2 separate regions of the Triticum aestivum genome follow, and region 1 is linked to region 2. A link is a contact called in public Hi-C data. All regions are on one chromosome and are shown on one strand. Each heading gives the region's core, a stretch centred on a gene start, on an enhancer-like site or on the middle of the called end of the contact. The rest is flanking DNA. Distances are from core to core; before and after follow the strand shown.

What was found. A called contact is a pair of places that touch in the nucleus more often than the background predicts.
Region 1: a contact with region 2 is called in a Hi-C map of leaf, with 3 times the contacts expected there. The contact joins the enhancer-like site here to the promoter of LOC100682474 in region 2. A contact is called at or near these places in 2 of 5 Hi-C or Micro-C datasets (both in leaf).

Annotation. Positions count from the first base shown.
Region 1 is chr7B:332,001,400-332,004,798 of IWGSC CS RefSeq v2.1, forward strand. No RefSeq gene overlaps it. Among protein-coding and RNA genes, the nearest start is that of LOC123156998, 57 kb to the right of the region's middle. Within about 2 kb of position 1,567, at least 8 of the 8 cell types and tissues checked have an H3K27ac peak or open chromatin away from gene starts, as enhancers often do. A contact at or near this core is called in leaf, where this site is marked.
Region 2 is chr7B:331,541,665-331,544,846 of IWGSC CS RefSeq v2.1, forward strand. LOC100682474 (protein LHY) reads right to left here and starts at 1,446. Exons shown (of 12, transcript XM_044578692.1): 1 at 1,153-1,446; 2 at 1,003-1,060.

The DNA.
Region 1 (3,399 bases), core at 317-2,816, 460 kb after region 2:
TAGGCGACATCTGGTGATCAGGGGGGCTTGCCTGGTTGCTCTGGCAAGGAGGGGTCGTCAACTCCGTAGTCGTACTGGGTAGCTGCGGCGTCGGTCTCGTAGTCTATCGGAGAGAAGAGGAGGATGAAACAATAAATATAATGCAAACATAAGCATGGCGAAGCAAGACATGCCAATGAGCGGTGCTAGCTGTGCCCTAACGCGGTAGTAGATGATACCGGCGAAAGGAGGAAACAACCGGGAAAGTATCCCTAGTGTTTCGCGTTTCCGGACAGATGAACCAGACATGAAATGTTGCACGTTCGCTATGCTAGAGATGTGTGGCGGACGAGCGGGTTGTGTAGTCGGATTCGTCTCGTCGTTCTAAGCAACTTTCATGTACAAAGTTTTTCCATCCGAGTTACGGATTATTTAACATTAATTTTCGAAGTTTTAATCAATTTTCTAAAAATAGTTTAAATTATTTAATTCAAAATATTTTAAAAGTAATTTGCTATGTGTACTCGAAAAGGTACCCAGCAGAACAGCACAGAGGCTGACCGGTGGGGCCCTGGTCAACTGTCCAGTCAACGTTTGACTGGACCGTTGACTGGTCAAACCATGAACAGTGCACACGGGGCCCGCATGTCATTCTCTTCGGTAATTTTAACACTGATTTAACATTTAGACTAAGCAGCGGACCCCATCTGTCATTGAGTGATCTATTTATCAAACTTTTAATTAACCCTAGTGATGTTAATTAGGACGGTGGGGTTCGATTTTAGTGGGAGTTAGCGGCTGGATTAGTGCTTAACTAAACAGTTAATGACCCGGGCCCACGCGTCACAAGACACTAGCCAGATTCTAACGCATGCGCATGCTGGTGCACGCCGGCGACCAGCAGAGGCAACGGTGGCCCACCGGAGACGCTCTCTGGCGACCAAACGGGCGGTGGGTGCCACCTACATGAGGTGCACGATGCGCCGAGGGGGAGCAGGGTGCGGCCCCGGATAGGAGCAACGCCGGCGAGGCGCGGGCACGCCGGGGCGGCCGGGCGCGGCCGGTGCTGGATTGGGCGATGTCAGCCGCGAGCGGCGACGGGTGAGCAGCAGCAGAGGGAGGCGAGGCCATGCGCGGGCGAGGTGGTACGCAGAGCGGCGCGCGAGGGTCAGGCGGTGACCGCGGCGAGGAGAAAGAAGAGGAGGGAGGCGCTCACAGCCGTTAGCGGGCAGCAAGGGCGGCGACCCGTGAGGAGGAGGTCGGGGAGGTTCTGGCGACGACGGCGGCGGTCGGTGGTGCTGCAGGCACGGCGCGAGGACGGCGAAGAAGCTGTGGGCCGGAGGCGGCAGTCGTCGGGCGTGGGTGTGCTCGCCGGGACCGCGGGGAGCAGCGGCGAACGCGGCTGGGACGGCGAGGCGTTGGCTCGGGAAGGGCTCCGGCAACAGGGAGGTCGGCGATGGCGATGGGGCGCCGGGGCGAGTCGGCGGGGTCGGGGCACGCGGGTGTGCGATCCAGAAGGGGTGGGAGAGGTCGTGGGGAGTCGTGGGGGAAGTGGGGAGGAGAACGCTAGGGTTCGGTCCGGTGGGAGGGGATAAGGTGAATGGGTGGGCCTGCCAGCTGAGGGAGTGGCCGACTGGGCCGGCCTGTTGGTCGGTTGGCCCAAGGGGGGGGGGGGTATTTTCCTTTTCTTTATTTTTGTATTGTTTTCTTTTTTTGTATTTAGCTTAGATACTAAATGATTTTAGTTCAAGTTCAAGCTTCCCACAAAATTACGTGTCGATATTTTGGTGCTGTTTAAAAAGACTGAGGTTATTTGGAAAATGTTTGAAAATAGGTTTATATTTAAATGGTCATAATAAGTGCTACTTGTCCACATTAATATTTCCTAGGGGGCGATTTAGAAATCCATTTAATGTTGGTTCCTACATGTTAAATACTTAGTGAATATTTTTAAATCCTCGAACATTTTTGTTTGACAGTTTAAAGAAAAAAAGAATTTGACTTGTTATTTGAAATTTGAATTTGACTCAGATTTTCATCAAGTGGCAAATTGGCTTAATAAAACATGATGACATGGCACATTAGGGTGAGGTTACTGTAGCTTGATTATCGGTGTGTTACAAATCTCCTTCACTACAAGAAATCTCGTCCCGAGATTTAAGAGGTGGAATTAAGGGGAAAGGTCTGGTTACGAAATTATAACGAATCTTCTCGGTCTTGGTTGCTCTTCTCGAAGTGGTCGATTCATAGCATTGATGTCTTCATACCTATGCATCAATACATCATGATGAGGTTGTCATCCTTCCTTCAGGAACTCCATCGTACTTACGAGAATGATAAGGGGTAACTTCAGAAGAACAGGTCTCTACAAGGTTGCTTAGCCGGTAGATAACACCAGGGAAGGTGGCGGAAAGTAGATCTCGAATCTAATCTTAAAAAATATCGAGAGCAAAGTAAGAAGGTGCAAAAATAGAAGTTTCAAGCGCATAGGAAATCGTTTGTTGTCTGAAACGAAGTGTGAAAGGGGTTCAGAGCAAAGGGAATAAGTATTGCGTCTAATACCAGAATAGATCACTAGGCAGGTGGCCCGTGAATTGCGTATGAAGTCAAGCGTGAGGAGTAACTTTTGAAACCGGGGGGTGTACAGAAGAGTCAGGTTTCGATCCTGTGGAACTGTGGGTTATGGGCCCACCATGTGCGTAGGAAGGGCACTGACATCTTGCACGGACATGACAGTAAGGCAGGTTAGAGGATAGCTTGTTAGTTATATTGGCATCAACATCAGTACCAAGGGAGAGGGATGAAGAGAACCATTCTCCTGCTCGTTGAACTAGGTGTACCAATAGGCAAAGTTCTCATCCATCGGTGACTACCAGAATGTCATCAGCGATAGTAACAGGGTCTAATTTCATGCCATTACCCATACAGCGGTGTTTGGCTAATTGAGCAAGAAACATTTAGCATTTAGCACTGGGCTTCAAATGTTCTTGTTGAAAATCGGAGTACCACAGACATGCTTTGAGATAGCATTGACATGGTCTTCAAGCAAAAGTCAGACTTCGGATACACAAAGGATCCATCAGGATCAACTTATAAAATAAGTCTTACGATTTCCTCATGGAAGAATCGCTAAGATTGCTAAAAAGGAAACTATAACAATAGGTCCTCCGTCCAGGTGTGCTAGGCACGACATCACCTTACCGGGTTAAATAAATGCCAATGTTATAACTTTTGGAAAATGTTCCAACCATCATATCTGACCGAGATTCAGATCTGATTGGTGTCAAGACACCTCGGACTCGGCATGCCTGAGAAGAAAAGGTCCAACACAAATTGTCGAGATGACATTGTAAGATTCTCGGGCAATGAACTATGGAAGCGAGTTCCGAAACAAGAGTTCATCATTAAACCAAGGAGAGG
Region 2 (3,182 bases), core at 196-2,695:
AAGCAAAACGGTTAATTAATACTAATAGAAACATTTTTTTTTTGCAACATACCTTAATACGCATATGTTGCTTTAGGGTTCCTGGACTTTCCAAAACTAACACTAGAATTTAAGCCAGACCGAAATTTATCATAGCAAATGTATTGACATAACAACAACCAAAAAAACTATGAATTTTTTATAGCAGACAAAAAATATATTTTCTTCTTAGCACAATTCACCAAAGCATGTATTTTAGTCAAATTACCTCACCTGCTTAGTTAAACTAGATTAAGTTGCTCCCTTTCCAGCATAGCAAATCCAAAATTAACTTAACTCACCTGCTTATAAACTAAATCAAGCTGTTCTCTCCCTGCATAGCAAACTCAGAAGCCTAACTTACACACGTTCTTTCCAAACAACTTCAGAGCACCAACAACACCATATTAGATCAAAGATCTGATAAAAGCACACCTCAAACCCATGACAGCCAAAAGAAAACAGATAAAAAACCCACGCACCAACCATACAGTTTTCTAGCTGCAAGAAGTTGAACCATGGAATCACTATTAATATTATTCCTAATGACCATACTAAAACGGACAGGACTAACTAGAGCAAGAAAAGGGCACAGAAGACGGGCTAGAGCAAGAAAATAATCACTGGACGACACGGTAGACCGGGTGGAAGAAGCCAAACTCAGATGTGCTGCCTTTAAGCAAAGGGTATAAATGATCTGATTCGTAATCCCCCCTCTCCAACAGCAGAGCTCTCAGTGAACAGGTGCAGTTCAACCGCTCAGAAGTCTGAGCTTTTGCACCACGATCATTGGAGGAGAGCAACGCGAAATCAAAAACTGCAACTACAGAGACCGACCAGGCACACACACAAAAAAGCGTGGGCTCATTTGCTGCACAGTTTTCAGTCGACAAACTACCACACCTAAGAGTATATATCAATCGCGTCGCGTCCAGTGGAAGCACAAATTTCTGGAAACTTGTATGGTTCGTAGTTCTAGGTTACCTCGGGCGAGCAGCAAGCTAACCCCGGTCGCCACGTCGCCCGCCCTCCGCGCGGCGGCCTGCACCAAGCCACCCCGTGCACAAAATCAAATCAACAACCCAGCGGTTCATCATGCAAAACGGAATCTCCGCCCCGATCCCTGCCACCCACCTCAAGCGACCGCCGCACCGGGCGCAGCGGCTCCTCTCTCTGCCGCCACCGGCCGATGCTTCCGGACGAAGCTTCCCGGCCAACTCCTCCGCTTTGGGGATCTAGCTAGGCCAGCAGTGGGAGGAACAAGCGTGCGTGCGTGCGTGCGCGCGCGCGCGAGTGACGAAGGAAGGGAAGGGAAGGGTCGAGATGTCGGGTACTCGGGTGCGGGGCTCGCTGTATGCTGCGGGTCGTGGAGGCTACACGGTGGAGGTGTGTTTGTGGCCGGGGGCTGTGGGGGTCGCTCTCGCCGCCGCGAGAAATCTCAGCCACTATCTTTACTTGTGGGTTTCTAGGCCTCCTCCGAGGCTATCTCCGTGCGGCACCCTTGTAAAATCCCTGGAATCGCAAACCACCGCATTTTATGTTGCGTACTACTGGCTTTCTTTCTCACGGGAGAAAAAAAGAAATAAAGGGTCAAGGTTATTCTAGACCTTTCATATGCTTTACAAAATATTAGAACCTAGATGATGCCCCGTGCGGTACATCAGGAATCTTGGTAACAGAAATGCGTAAATAGTTGATAAAAGACTTCTAAAACTAATGAAAAGAAGATGTAATCTGAAAAATAAAAAAACAAAGTATATAAAAACAAATTAAATTACGGTTAAAATAATGTCATTTCTAACAAAACAAAAATGTGAAGGGTCAACTACATACATACGCTGCAATTGCCCAATACATATATTGCTAGTACAAAATCTAATACAAAAAATAACTGTGAATAATTAACATGCATGAATTTATGATATGACTGCGTTGCATGCATAGAGTAATGCAAAATAAAAATGATTTATGACTTGCATGTATGACTTACTTATGTGGCAAGGTTAGAAAAATAGGTATTGTAGCTATTTAGTAATAGAAGATGTACAAGACAACATTGGTTATTTTTAAGGGAAATGTATAGATGCGCTATGTGGGTTTTGTACCCTAGTCATTTGGACGGCATATTGGCCCGGCAACAAACTCTCAACTACTTGGTTTTTATCTAGATGAGAAGAAACTCTTGTATTTGACTAGAAATAGTGCCTGCTATTTTGACAACCACTCTTTTGATTGGTTGTAGCAATATTCACTAATTCGCTCAACTAGTGTACGATTTAATTAGCATTGATCCTATGTGGAACTATTACAAAAATGGCTTTTGCAATTTTGATCTAACTACTAGCATCTAGGATGCCGATTGCGGCCTGGCACACGGTGCTGAAAAAGAGAAAAAAGTGATTTCTAAACCTTGAAGAGTATTATCGAGGACCTAGTTCACAAACGTTCTGTTAGTTTGCACATTGATCAGGATGAGAAGATTATTGTATTCTTCATATGTATGTGGCGAACGGTATGAATTTAGGGCCGGAACTGTATTCTTCATATGTATGTGGCGAACGGTACGTATTTAGGGCCGGAACCAAACAATTCGTGATGCATTTGATGGTGATCGTGCTTGCAGACGAGGTTGAGACTTGGGCCGAGATGACCAACCTAATCTTTTGAAATATACTTTATTATGTATAGTTATAAGGTTGCTCATGCTAAAGGTATGTGACATCCCAGCTTAATAGGAATGATAGATTACTCATATAAAAAAAGGCGCGTCTTCTTTCTTGGGAGCCCATCCGAAAGGAATTTCAAAGTTAAGTGTGTCTGGCTTGGAGCAATTTGAGAATGGATGGCTGACTGGGAAATTGTTCTTAGGTTCGCACGAGAGATGACAAAGTGCGAAAGAAAGACTAGTGTTGGTCTGTGGGTCCAGTCTTGATCCCAGGCGCGACGGCCAAGAACCAATGGGTTTGGTCAGGGTGTTACAATTGGTATCAAAGTTGACCCCCGCGCTTACACGGGTGTGTGCGGGTTAGTGATGCATACATGAGACGCTTGTGGATGATGGCACTGGCACGCGCCGACGTGTGCCAAGAGGGAACGTTCCTGTTGGGTTGACGGGGGCGTCAGTTTCTTTGAGGGAGTGTGTATGTGGATGATGGCACTGGCAC